Linked DNA regions of Gossypium arboreum: region 2 is linked to region 1. A link is a contact called in public Hi-C data. All regions are on one chromosome and are shown on one strand. The core of a region is the stretch at or near the end of the contact, and the rest is flanking DNA. Distances in the headings are between cores, read along the strand shown. Region 1 holds the start of LOC108484248 (protein OXIDATIVE STRESS 3 LIKE 6-like). Region 2 holds the start of LOC108486492.

The links. Hi-C and Micro-C count contacts between places; a contact is called where the count stands out from the background.
Region 2: a Hi-C map of leaf shows a contact between it and region 1, with 1.7 times the contacts expected there. The contact joins the promoter of LOC108486492 here to the promoter of LOC108484248 in region 1. A contact is called at or near these places in 2 of 5 Hi-C or Micro-C datasets (both in leaf).

The regions. Positions count from the first base shown.
Region 1 is chr6:92,576,966-92,584,486 of ASM2569848v2, forward strand. It overlaps LOC108484248 (protein OXIDATIVE STRESS 3 LIKE 6-like), which reads right to left and starts at 2,739. Exons shown (of 2, transcript XM_017787966.2): 1 at 1,940-2,739; 2 at 1,047-1,851. The coding sequence starts at 2,226. The coding sequence ends at 1,440.
Region 2 is chr6:92,797,709-92,805,229 of ASM2569848v2, forward strand. LOC108486492 reads left to right here and starts at 3,092. Exons shown (of 3, transcript XM_017790570.2): 1 at 3,092-3,606; 2 at 3,729-3,773; 3 at 3,886-4,487. The coding sequence starts at 3,450. The coding sequence ends at 4,148. It overlaps LOC108485046, which reads right to left and starts at 1,056. Exons shown (of 1, transcript XM_017788906.1): 1 at 646-1,056. The coding sequence starts at 1,056. The coding sequence ends at 646.

The DNA of each region.
Region 1 (7,521 bases), core at 1,489-3,988:
TAAAATTGATAAAACCTAGCATAAATCTTTCTTCAAATTAAATTTATATAATTTTTATAATTAAAACTACAAACTATTTGGATTATAAACTCAATATAATAAGGTGATGTTAATTATGCAAATAGAAAGGGTTTTCTTACACCATATCGTGCGATATGATACCATTTAAGAGAATGGTACCATACATAAACACCATATACAACTCGTGAACTTTTCAAGTTGAGATATTCAAGGCTTCAAAATGTGATTGAGAAGACATTTTTGTTCAAAAAAATATTTCACATGTTAACATCACCACCTTAGCATGTCATAAAAAATAAGGTTGAATCGTCCTAAAATGTTGCATATTTCATAATTTCAATTATACATAGAATTAAGATGATCTATACGAGATGTTGATAATCTTAATGATGTAGATTTTAATTTAAATGATGATGAATTCGGTTAATGAGCAACAAATGATTATAAAGAGCATATGTTAATTATTAAAGAGGAAATAACTTAACAAATATGGACTAGAACAATTTGATAAAATTTCATATTATGCTTATTTTTAAAAATTATATTATCAACTATTTTTAAAACTAACATAACACATATAATGATTTGATTTTAATTTATTTAGAAATTATTTTTATCATATTAATATTTTTTATAGTAATTAATAATAAATTACAAATCCTAGCATTTTTATCATTTGACTGGCTTTTATTAAAGCGGGTTATGATTACGGATATCAAAATCTAAAATAAAATAAAAACTTTAATTACTTTTAAAAGATAATTAAAATAATAATTAAATATTAAAAAGAAAGAAGCTTTCCGGCATCTTTCTTCCACCTAACCCGTCATCATTGGTAGTTGGCACGCATCTCTGAAAACACATTAACATTATTCATCTGATTTTATATTTATTTTAAAAAGTAATAATTTAAAGTAATTAATTAAAAGTTTCCAATCAAATCAATAAGTTTGATATAATTATTTTTACCATAAATATCATAAAAGTATTAAGCCAAAATAAAAATAAACAATAGGTGAGTGATGTTTGGAAAATTAAAATTCCTTCACTATATTCAACGGATACTATTCCTAGATAAAATAGATGATGGTGATGATAAAGGAAAAACATTGGTCTATTAATCCATTTACATCCTCCTCTCCTTTATTCAACACTGAAATATCAACGCAGTCCCCCCCATTCATTCATCACCATAATAACATGACAAAACAAAAATCATCCTCCATCCCACCATCATCCATATAACTACAAACTAATTCTCTATCCCCCAAAAAACAATAATAAAATCAGTGAAAATATTTTATTTATATAAAAAAAAGTTTAAAAGTTTTACATATATACTTCGATGGTAAAAATTTTTTGCTAGTAATCTAAATCCTAATGCATTTTTCATGGTGAAAAAGAAAACAAAAACTGGGTTATTGATGATCTACTTGTACGTGGAGATCCGTAAGAGAAAGACAACTTTGAGACTTGAAACTAGCCCTCAGATTGCTTTGCTGCAACTTAGGTTTCGTTGATGTTATTTTATCATACTCCGACGAGGAGGAGGACGATGAAGGCGGCGATGATGATGGTGTTTGTTTATTGTAGCTGTTGTTGTCTGTATCTTCATCGTCTTCAACCAAAGCAAGAAGAGGCATGGAATTGGGGCTTTGCCATGAATAGAAAGATGATTTCCTGGACCTCGTTGACCATTTATTTGCAAGCAGTAATCTCCTCCTCTTGTTGAAGGGGCTCTCCACTTTTTGCAGCTCTTTCACTGAGTTTATGTCAGATAGATTTGCGAATGATTTTGATTTTCCCACGTAGTGATTCGATAATCCTCTCCTAAAACCAAAAAAAAAAAAAAAGATCAGTTGAAAATCAGACCAGAGAAAATTACAAAAAAAAAAAGAAGAAAAAAATCGATACTAACTTGATGGGAAGAGAGTCCTCTAAGGAGTCGAAAGACAACCCTTTACTTTCCCCGGATGAAACGACACCGTCGTCTTCTTCTTCAACGTCGCTGTCTCCGGGGGAGCCGATCGAGGAGGAACTATCGGAGGATAGATCCGGAGACCTGGGATCCGAGCCGGGACAAGCTTCATCGTCCTTGATAAACAAGCAAGGAGAGGAAATCGTATCCTTAGAACGGTCTCTAGTGTAGGCCGCTGCCGATGCGGCAACGTCGATGGCGAAGGTAGGTCCCATCAGCACTTCCATCTATAGAGGTTTAAAGAAGGGAAAGATAAAAACAAGGAATGAAGGGGTGGCGTAGATTAAGGATTTATAAGCACAGAAATATGGATAACAAAGGAAAGATTTGGGACCAGAGCAACAACAATAGGGCTAAGCTAATCCATGTCTATTTCATTTACTCCTTAAAAATATAAAGAAATAGAGAGAGAAGGAAAAATGGGCAGAACAGATAAGAAGATGGCTATGGATTGTAGATGACTTTTAATATACTCCCCAGTTTTCATTATCATCAACTCCATCCATTATTTATATTTAAAAAAATAATTAAATTTCAAATTATACATTTAATTTCAGTTTTCTATATTTTTATCTAAACTCGAAAATTTAATTTTACCTATTCGAATCCTAATTCAATTTATTTTGATCTGGTTATGAAAAGGTAAATAAATTCTAACTCTTCGTGTCCGAACAAAAATTGACTTGCATCAAAGTAATTTAAATCCTATACAACCTTAATTTAAAACAACTCATATTTGAAGTGGCGAAAAAAGATGTTAAAATGATATGAATTTATAATCACATTAAAAAAAGTAAATTATAAAAATAGTTATTTTTGTTTGTTTCAGGTTACATTTTAGTCATTTATGTTTGAAATGTTACATTTTAATCACTTATGTTATTATTTTGTTACGAAGTAATCACTCTTCCGTTAAGTTCCGCTATCTCCCTAACGGTAATCCTTCGTGGCAGTCCAACTAGATTTTAAGTGTCAACTTGGATTTTCTAATTAGATGATAATAGATTTTTTATTAAATAAATTTAATTAATTAAAAATTTTAAACCCTAGATCTTAGTTAAATAATCGTTCATCTCCCCCTTTTTTTAGTTTTCTTTTTCAATTGACTAAAAAAGCTATCATCATCAAATTTTTTTTATTCACATACGAAAACAAAAGAGGATTCAATGGAGTGTCCAGGTATGTCTTCTTCACCGACAAATTTATGTTCTAAAACTTAAAATGAAGTGGTTGTCGACAAATAAGAAGATGATAATCATTTTTGTTCCTAATCATTATATTTTCCAATTCTTCACGTTCTTGAATAATTAGTTTCTCAATTCGATTTTTTCTGATCTAAATCGACTTGTTTGTTCACAATCCCTTTGTGGGTATCCCTTTTTTTTATCTAAAATTCTTTTAGTTGTTAATATTCATATCAAGAATTTTAATTTAGGGTTTCTATTAAACAATAAAAAATCTAATCTTTTGTTTTTAAGTATTGAATAAAAGAGATAGAGGAATGCAAAGAAGATATACCTGAACCTTCCATTGAATCCATCTTTGTGAAGCAGTCAATTTGATTTCAATTAAATTGATCTTAATAATAATTTTAACAATCAAATGAAAAAAAACCATTGAAAAAAAGAAGAGACTGAAGAAAATATAAAAAGAGGAGATAAACAGATTTTTTAGTTAAAGTTTAGGTTTAAAAATTTTAATTAACTAAATTTTTTAATTAAAAATCTATTTTCATCCCATTTAGAAATTCAAGTTGGCATCTAAAATCTAGTTGGACTGCTACGTAGGATTACCGTTAGAGAGATAACGGAATTTAACGATAGAGTGATCACCTCGTAACAAAATAGTAACATAAGTGACTAAAACGTAACATTTCAAACATAAGTAACTAAAATGTAATCTGAGATAAACAAATGTAACTATTTCAGTAGATTACCCTTAAAAAAATTAATTATCAAAATCATATTATCTCAAACCCAAAATAAACTAACACCAAAAATGAGTTAGACTCGAAAAAAGTCAAAAATTTCAAACCAAAATTCATTCAATCCAACTTAAAATTAACTTGATATATATATATATTTTGAAATGTCTATTATTTACAAATTGAGTACATGTATATGCAGATGATGAAATTAGAGAACTATGCATCAAAATTATTGATGATTAAATTTAAATTAAAATACTCAAAACCGAGCCTCCTCGATAATTAACACTAATTTTTAAATCATTAGAAAAGATAATACTTTTAAAAATACTTATGAAATTATTTATTTTTCAAACAATGATATTATTTAATTTTCAAGGAAGACAGAATATAAAATAGAAAAGATGATGGGCATAAGAAATTTATTAATGTCACTAAACATTCATTAATATTGTTCTTAAAAATCATACGTAATATTCAAACCCAAAAGGAATTGAATTTAATATAATATCCGATGGGACAAAAATAGGTGGCAACCACAAATATGAGAAATATCCCAAAACACGTTTTTATCTAATTTCTTTTCTTCCCTAATTTCTTATTTACAATTTTTACACACATCTATTCCTACTTTTAGATTAAAAAAAAACTATCATATTATTATATATTTTTAATATAACTACTAAATGAGTATTATTTTATTTTAAAGTAATTTATTTTGACTCTTTAAATTTATAAAAATTATTTTAGCTCTTAAACTTGTATTTTATCAAATCACCTTAAAATAGATAGAAAAATTAACGTTTTTTTACTTTACGGACGTGACATACACGTCGATGACACGTTAGCATTTAAAAATTAAAAAATAATTAAATGTTGACATGTCATCCACATGTATGTCACTTTAATAAAGTTAACAAACATTAATTTTTCCATCTATTTTGGGATAGTTGACAAAAAATACAAGTTCAATAACTAAAAGTAGTAAAATTTAAATAGAGAGCTAAAATGAATCTTATTTTTGTAAAGTCGGAGGTAAAAAAATTATTATGTTATAAATTTAATAGAAAATTTTTAATGAGTTAAACATGGATTTTGAATTTTGAATTTTAAAAATAAAAGAAATGTTATATCTCTAAAAATAAAAATAAAAAATTAACTGTACGGGGTATATTTTAATCCATTTCATGCCAAACTTAACTTTTCTTTTCATTCATTCATTTTGGGATACATAGAATTTAATATTGTAATTGAAAGTTAGTACGGACACCACTCACATGTCTTAACTTCCTCTTTATGATAGCAAAAATAAATCATAAATTTTAAAAAATTAACATATTAGCTGCAAAAAGTAATGGTTATGGGTAATTTACATTTTAGGTTATTCAACTTAACATCATTTTCCATATAAGTCACAAATCTTTATTTCATCAAATTATATTATTATACTATTACTATTAACAAATTGGTTAATTTCGTATAATATTTTTAAAGTAAAAGTTGGGATGGATCCAGAGGGCGTGGGGTCACCTCCTTGAAATTTTTAGATTTTTAAATTTTATATATAAATTATCATGTATTTTAAATTTGGTGTTCATATTGTATAACATTCGTTCCCTTAAGTTATAAGGTTATATTTTATATTAACAAAGTATTTTTCAATTTTTAATTATATAACTTTAATAATAATAATCAAATATTAATGTATGATGGAAACTTTAAAGTCAAATTCCAAAATTAGTTGATTTGGCTCATACACATACATATTAGCTTAGTGACTTTTCTTATATTTTGATTTGTATGTCTTGTTAAGAAATTATCTTCCTCTTATAAGGTTGCAGAACTTGATATCCTGTAATACAACATGACAAAATTATAATGATATTTATGAAATTTTGAGTATAGTATTAGTTATTCTTTTTTGCATATTGGAAAGAAATATTTAATTTTATACTGATTGTGATTTTTTTTAATTTTTTAAAGAAAAATTATCCATGCTTTTAAAAATGTTAAATTAATTTGTTTGATAAGAAAAAAATATTCGAAAAGAATTGACACATTTTTTATGTTTAAAAAAAAGTCATTCGGATTTAGAAGTTCGCATCCCTTACATGACTTATATTTTAGACATAATCAACCATAGGTGTTGCGCTATGTCATAAATGCATAATAAGTTGGTATAACTTTTCCTTAGAATTACTTAAAAGGAATTAGTATAAGTGAATTAATTTGTTAATAATAAAAGTTTAAAGATGTAATTTGAAAAAAGAAGAAGAAGGTTTGTGGCCTAAATAAAAATTAATGTCAAATTAAATGACTTATAATGGAAATTATCCAAATGTTTCATTCAAATTCCTTAGCTTTTTCCATGATAAATTCAAATTTGAGGTAGAGAAAGGATAGAATTTGAACCATCTCATTTTACAACTAATTTAGATACTTTAGTGAATTAATTAAAATATCTAAAATTAAAACTTAAATAAATTTAAACCTCAAATATTATTAAATTTTATTACTACTCTCTTATTTTAATTTTTGTAATAACTATTTCCTTTCTTATTTTACAACCACAATAACCTTCATCCAAATACATATTCTCTATTTATTTTAGGCATATTGACTTTTGTGGCGCTCAAACTTTATAAAAGAAAAAAATCATATTAGTTCATCATTTAATTTTTTAACTCTTTTAGCGATTAAACTGTATTTTTATCAAATTACCTTAAATTAAATGAAAAGTTAACGTTTGTTAATTTTGATGACATGGATGATATGTCAACATTTAATTAATTTTTAATTTTTTTATATTTTAATGAGTTTTAATTTTTAAAAATAATTTTTTGAACTTTTAAAATTTTTTAAAAATAATTAAATGCTAATGTGTCATCCATATAGCAACCACATGTATGTAATGTCAGCAAAATTAACAATTGTTAATTTTTCATCAATTTTGGATGAGTTGACAAAAAAATGTAAGTTTAAGAGCAAAAAAATAAAAATTTAAATGATTTTTTTATAAAATTGAAAGACCAAATAAATCATTATATCTTCATTTAAATCCCACGTTATTGTTTGTTTGCAAATATTTAAATTCCATTTCAGCTAAAAATATTAATTTATTTTATTATCTTAATTAATATAAAATATGTATTGGTCCATACTTGCACAATCTTTTTGGTAAATATGGTTTATTTTTATTGCGTGGATGGAATTAAGGATTGGTTGAGAAATTCAGAAAATTAAAGTAAAAGATAATCGCATGATATAATATCATTAATGGGATAAGCTTGGGATCATGTTAAACCAATCCAAGATTTTTCACAGCCTAATTGAGATTTATTCACGCCAATGAAAATTAAAAGTTATTCACCATTTTAAACATGTGTATGCTAATTGTATAGATAAGTTGAATATGGTAAGTTAGATAAATATGCAATTTCATTAAAATTTAAGAAGATTGTTCTTTTAACATGTTGAATTTAAATAATTTAAGTGAGATGTGTTTTTATAAAACTTTTGAGGGGTTATTTAATTAACTCTCGATTAGATTAACCAAAAATATCCCATTAATATGATATCGATATCAAGTTAAAAT
Region 2 (7,521 bases), core at 1,842-4,341, 220 kb after region 1:
TACCGTGTGAAGGGCACTGCCTTAGGATATGGGCGTGTGCCCAAGCCGTGTGAAGTTTACACCTGATTTTGGAATTTAATTCGCCACACGGTCTGAGCATACAGACGTGTGACTTGGCCATGTGACCTTATTTTGGTTGATGACGTCATAGTCAGAGAGTTACACAGACTGAGGACACGGGCGTGTCCCAAGCCACACAGGCATGTGTGATCACATAGCCTACCCACACGGGCGTGTGACTCTCTAAAATAAGAAAAATTTTCTACGTGTCAAAAAGGTTCTAAAAGTTCTCGATGTAGTCCCAAACCGCTCCCTGTGTATGTTTTGGGCCTTGTAGGCCCTTTTAAGGGAAAAATTGCATGTGATTGAAAGGTTTCAAATTGGATGAAGTTTTATGGTTTAGATTTGTATGCTTGTTTACGTTTAATTCCGGTAATTCATCAAACCCTATCCTGGCGTCAGATACGGGTAAGGGGTGTTACATTTTCAAAGTAGTTCTTTAAATCTTTCTCAAGCTTTAAATCTTTCTCAAGCTTCATATAACGTTTCATCCTCTATTTTTCGAAAAGACATGATGTTATGTCTAAGCTTGACATTCATGTTTGGCAGATTATACCATAACAAAAACCTTTGGCAAAGATCATTCTATGATGCCACTGTCCTCGATGGCAAAACATTCAACCATGCTCTTGCTCGGTCTCTCAAGGAATATGGAAACAATTTAAGTCTCTGGGCATCTTCAGGAACACCCTGTTGTCTAAACGAGTCATAGAATTCTAGGAAAAGTCTTAAATGCAATCGTGGATTTGCAGTAGGCAACCCACTAAACTGTCCCAGTGTTTGGAACATCTGAAACATCATCGATTTCAACTCAAAATGCTGAGCTTGAATGTGTGGTTTAACTATCCCTAAATTCAAATCACCCAAAATTAGCACAACATGTTCACTAATTGGCCTGTCTCGGTCGTCTATCACGTGATGAATAGAAAGATCAACATCCTGACCATTTGGATTTAATGGATCATTCAGACCAGGATCATTCCTGTCCCTAGCCATGCTACACACTTATCTTCTCATTTTTCTCAAAGTTCTTTCGATCTCAGGGTCAAAAGGATATTCTTCATTAGTAGGAATGCCTCTACTCATGCACTGATAACAAACCTATAAAAATTAAATACAACTGAATGGAAATAAATAAAATAACCAAACCAAATTTCACTAAATTGCCAATCCCCAGCAACAACGCCAAAAACTTATTGCGTGTGAATATGCTAAGCGAATTGTACAAGTGTACAAGTCGAATCAAGTAATAAAGTGATAAGTGAGATCGACTCCACATGGATTAGATAGGTTTAATTTGGTAAGCTATTATGGTAAAGCGAGATTGATGCTAAGGCAAAAGCAGTAATAAAACTGTAATGACAAATTAGGAGAATAATGATGAATAAAATGTACGAAACAATCAAAGAAACAATTAAAGTTGTGAAAATAAAGATGCTAAGGCAAAGATTAAAAGATCTATGATGTTGATCCGTAAGGCTGGGATTTCTAAGATTCCACCAGTATTAACCAATAATGTTATTGAAAAAGTAAAAATAATCTCAAGATTTAATTTTTATAACGATAATAATTTAAATTATAGTCAATACGAATAAGACCAAAAATTTAATATTTAAAATAAACTTGAATGGTTTGATATTACAAATTATAATTTTAGCTTTACTCTTAAAAAGGAGTTAGAATATATTTAAAGATTAAAAAAGGAAAAAACACTATGTAAATTAAGTTATTAAAAAATGCATAAAGAAAAGTTGTATAACAAAATATGATTTCAATAATATGTTTAATATCTTTCTAAAGAAATATCTAATATATATTATATATGAAATTCAAATTTCAATAATTAAAATGAGTGTACAAATGAATGTGTAAAATTTAAATTTTACGAACTTGAAGCACATATTTATATTTTCCAATATTGGATATTAAAAGCTGTATATAAGGACTTAATATTAAGAAAAAGTGAAACGAACTAAGTATATTTAAATTTATATTTTTTTCGTAATCTATGACATATTAATTATAGCAAAATTATTGATATATATGATCTTTGTTATATGAATGGTTTAATATTACATTTGGTACCTAAACTTGACACTTTTCCTAATTTGGTATCTAATCTTTTTTTTGAGCCCAATCTGGTACCTGAACTTGACATTTTTTTCTGTACCTAAACTTTTTTTAGGTTCAATTTGGTACCTAAATTTATTAAATTTTATACAAATTACGCAAAACACTAACAGTGTTTTTTTTTTTGTTATGCTACAAAAATATTGTTAGTATTAGAGGAAATTTATGTTAAAAAATAGGTATTGAGTTATGCTTAACTAATTAATATTAAATAAGAAAAAATTTTAAAACCCCAAATTAAAAGAAATTTATTATTTTCAATTAATAAAATAATTAATTAAATAAGAAAACTAAAAGTAACTGAACATATATAATACAAAAGAAAATCATATCATCTATCACATTTCGGTCATACATTGATTATTTTTGCTACCTCATAAAAAAATAACACTGTTAGTGTATTGGAGTCATTTGTAAAACATTTGAAAAGTACCAAATCAAAAAAAAAAAAGATTAGATACCAAATTAGAAAAAATAGTCAAGTTTAGGTACCAAATTAGACCCCAAAAAAGTTTAAGTACCAACTTAAGAAAAAGTGTCAAGTTTAGGTACTAAATTGGACCAAAAATAGTTTAGGTACCAAATTAGAAAAAATGTCAAATTCAGGTACCAAATGTTATATTAAACCTATATGAATTGATATTCAATTTTGATATATTTTTAAAAGGAAATTAGATTGAAAAAATATTCAATTTAAACTTTAGTCAATAAAAACACATGGGAAATAATTAACATGGCAAATGACAATTTTTTAACTATGCCACATTAGAATGCTTTCATTAATTGTAACTTTTTCTTTTTTTTTAAATGAACCTGGGTTGTATTATTAAAAGAAAAAACCAAACAAAATTCAAAACATTAAAACGGCCCAATGACCATAAGTGGCCCGCCAGTCCTTTGCAGAAAATAAATAAAATAAGAAATGAGATGAAGAGACAACCCAGTATTAATGAGCTGGTGTTTTCTAGAAATCTCTCTAAAATATCTCATTCATCATTAACAGCTTCTGGAGAAGAACAAAAGACTGGTAGCAATTAAGTTTTCTTCTCTAAATCATAAACCTTTTGGTATTCTTCATCCCCATCCCCGATCTATCTCTGCTTCTGTGATTCCTTCATCAACTGTTTTGTGAGCAAGGTAAGCATTTCCTACCATTTTTAAGCCTTTTGATGCCAGATCGTGCTCTTTCTCATTTGCTTTTCGTCTTATATAATGAAACTTGCTCTCAGAAAATCTTACTCAGTTTTTGAATGTCTTGAATGTATGCACCTATTATCGATTTATCCCTGCTTTTGTTTTGGGCTTTTTTTATCACTGTCAAGGAGTCCCCTTCAATATCGACAAATTTTAATCCCAAATCCCTGCCTAGTATAACCGTCTGTAAACATGCAACGGCTTTGGCTACAAACCCTAAAGGTATATTCTCATGAGTTATGGTTTTTGTGGCTAAGATTTCCCCACTCCAATCTCTGACTATGAGTCCCAAACATGATCTTTGCATTTTGAGGTCAACTGTTGCGTCAAAATTGATTTTGCAGAAACCCTTCTCCAGAGGCCTCCATTTTGCAACTATTGGACTAAAGGCAAGCTTTTTTCGATTAATGTTGTTTAGATCTTGTAAGTACTTTAAAGTAAATTTTGTTGTTTCTGCACCTGATATTTTTTGACCTTTGTGAATCTATTTGTTCCTAGCAGACCAGATAACCCAGATGGTGCAAATAAAAGTTTGGCAGATATCAGTATTACTGTTTAATACAATCCAGGTAAACCATTCCATGAATTCCATAGTAGATGTATCCTCAGGCCAGACAAATTTTAAGTTATCCCATGTTTCCTTTAAGACAACACATTCGCGGAAGACGTGTTCTCTATTCTCCACTCCTTGCAGACACCTCGGGCAGACGGATTCATTAATAATTAACCTTTTAGTTCTTAGATTTGCTAATGTAGGAAGGTAGTTTAGAGTGGCTCTCCAAGCTATAATTATTAATTTTGAGGGGAGATCACTATTCCACTATTTTTTTGTAGCATTTCCTATTTTCATTCGGGTTGTTTCTATTGTTATTGATAGAATTACCATGTAATAATAATTTATACCCACTCCTTACATGTACTCGCCTGTTGATTCACCTCTCCAAGCCAGAAAAATCATCCTGTGGAGAGTAAGCTATCGGGATTTGGAGAATTCTCTAAGCATCTTCTTCAGAAAAGGTATCTTTAATTAGCTTTGTTTTTCATGATCTAGTGTTGCCATCAATCAGGTCTGCTACCTTCAATATATTTTGGCTTCTGACTAATTGTTGAATATGCAAATTTTTTCCATTTGGAGCCCATACATCTTCTTCAACTCTAATATTCCATCCATTGCCCACCCTCCAGCATAGTCCTGTTTGCAAAAGACCTTTTGCAGCCCATATACTTTTTCAAGTATATAAAGGTAAATTCCCTAGCTCTGAGTTTAGAAAATCAGAATTCGGGTAATATTTGGCTTTTAACGTTTGTGCTAGAAAAGATTTAGGATTTTCAATCAATCTCCATCCTAGCTTTGCGAGGATGGCCAAATCAAACTTTGCAAAATTACGATAATTAAGACCACCAAACTCCTTTGATTCGTATAAGTTATTCCATGAGCACCAATGTATCCCCCATTTCCCATAACCTTTTTTTCCACGAAAACTTGGATATTATTTGTTCCATAACTTCACATATTGACTTCGGTAATAAAAAGCATCCCATTGTATAGGTTGGAATTGCTTGTAACACAGCTTTAATAAAAATTTCTTTTCCCCTTGCGATAGTAATCGAGAACTCCAATAGTCAATTTTTACTTTAATACGGTCTTTAAGGTGTTGGAATGCTAGCCTTTTCCTCCTACCTACCATATTTGGAAAGCCCACATATTTCTCTAAATTGTTTTTCCATTTGACCCCTAGCCTATCTGAAATAGCTGAATGAATTATTTCAGTTGTATTTGAGTTAAAGAAAACTATCGACTTTCCATAATTGATGCATTGCCCCGAGCATACTTCATATTCCTTTAAAACCTTTTCAAAAGTTTCTGTACCTTTTTTAGTTGCTTCCCCAAATAAAACACAATCATCCGTAAAAAGGAGGTGAATAATCTGTGAGCTTCTTTTACTCGCCTTTACTCTTCTCAATATTCCTTCTTCACTAGCAAGTCTTAATAATGTAGACAGCCCCTCATTGCATATGAGAAAATAGAAAAGGGCTCAAAGGATCCCCTTGACTTAGGTCTCTTCCTGAATTAAAAACCTTCCATGGCCTCTCGTTCAAAACGATCGAGTACGAAACAATGCTGATGCATTTCATAATAAGCTGAATCCAAGACTCATCAAATCTTATTTTAGCCATCATTTGCTTCAAGAAATCCTACTCCACCCGATTATAGGCTTTGGTCAAATCAATCTTAAGAGCCGTAAGACTTTTTTTCCCAATCTTTTATTCCTCATAGAATGTAGAATTTCGTATGCAAGAAGGGCATTATCGGTAATTAATCTACCGGTACAAAGACACTTTAAGTCAGATCAATACAATAATTGAGTAATTTTTGGAACCTGTTTGTTATAGATTTTGAGATTATTTTATAAAAAATCGAACAAAGGCTAATTGGTTTAAATTCTGATGGACTTTTCGGATGGGGGTTCTTTGGGATTAGCACAATATTCGTATGGTTTAAAAGATCTGAGGGTTTTCCTTTGTTAAGAACTTCCAAACAAACATCACCTACCTCCCTCTCTACGATATGCCAGAGTTTTTGAAAGATGGCAAAAAATCCATTAGGTCTAGAAGCTTTTGTCGGCCCTATACTATTTATTGCTTCAAGTATTTCCTCCTCTTTATAATTTCCTACCAACAGTTGATTCATGCTTTTAGTGATAGTGCAATTAACACCTGAAAGAAGGTAATTTGTATCGCCAACTCCTTCAGATTCAAAAAGCTTCACGAAGTAGTTTCTTATTATGTTTTCTAATCTTCTTCTTCTTCTATTTTGAGAATTCCTTCGTTAACTTCCATCCCTCTTATTCTATTCATTCTACATCTTTGAAATGCTTAACTATGAAAAAAAGTCGTATTTTTATCCTCTTAACTCAACCAATTCGATCTTGCTCTTTGTTCCCAATACATCTCCTCCTTCTCTATCTCTCAGTTTAATTCTAACTTCACATCAATGATCTCTACAAGGATATCATCATCCCTATCCTTTCTATCAAGTTCAGCCAATCTACCTCTCAGAAAATTTGATCTCCTTTTAGGATCTCCTTTGATGTTTTTCGCCTATTTCTATAAACCCAAACGGGTATACTCTAATTTTTCCAAAACATTACTAGAGTGCTTCTGTCACCAAGATGACTTCTTTGTATGATGGCTCAGTTACCCACCAAGATTCAAATATAAAAAAATTACCTCCAGTGCTTTTTACATTTGGCATCGTTTGGATGAAAATTGGGTAATGATCAGAGAAAAATGTTGAACCGAGTACTCAAGAAACAAGTTCAGCCGCTCTCGATTTGTAACTCCCTGGTCAAGTCGTTCTCTTATATTTGTATCTGCAAAGTTACCCCTATCCCAAGTAAACTTTTGTCTACTGAAACCCATGTCAGCCAGATCACAATCTTCCAAAGCTTTTCGAAATTCCTCCATTTGTCTCTCATTCTTTGTTATCCCTCTTATTTTTTCATGTGCATACATAATCTCATTAAAGTCTCCACATACACACTATGGTGATGACCCATTATTCCTTAATCTACGAAGAAGATTCCACGACTCCTGTTTGCTTGATTGAATTGGATTACTATAAAATCTAGTGAATCGCCACTTGTTTGGGATATCCTCTTCATTAATCTCCACATCAATGATTGTTCGAATAACTATAAAATTGAACTAAATTATTTCCATTCCATGCAAGACTTAATCCACCACATGAACCACTTGCTGAAATATCTATTCCATTTTGAAAGCCACATCGTTTTTGAAAATGTTCCATTCGAATGCTGTCCAATTTTGTCTCCATTAAGAAGACCATTTGGTGTTTATAAAGCTTCAACGAGTGTTGAAGCCTTCGTCTGAGGATTCCCTAATCCTCAGACATTCCAGCAAAGGATTTTCATTGTTCCCGGTTAGCTGGCCATTTGCCAGCCGCTGATATACTTTATGAAAATTTAGCATCGTCCTTCATGAAAACCTGAGACACTACTAATGTTGTACAACCTTTCATATTCCCATCGTCGTATTTTTCTTTTTTAGTTGTATCTTCAACATTTGATTCTGAAGCTATCTTTGCCTCTTGATCAAATTTTCGTTTTCCATTTA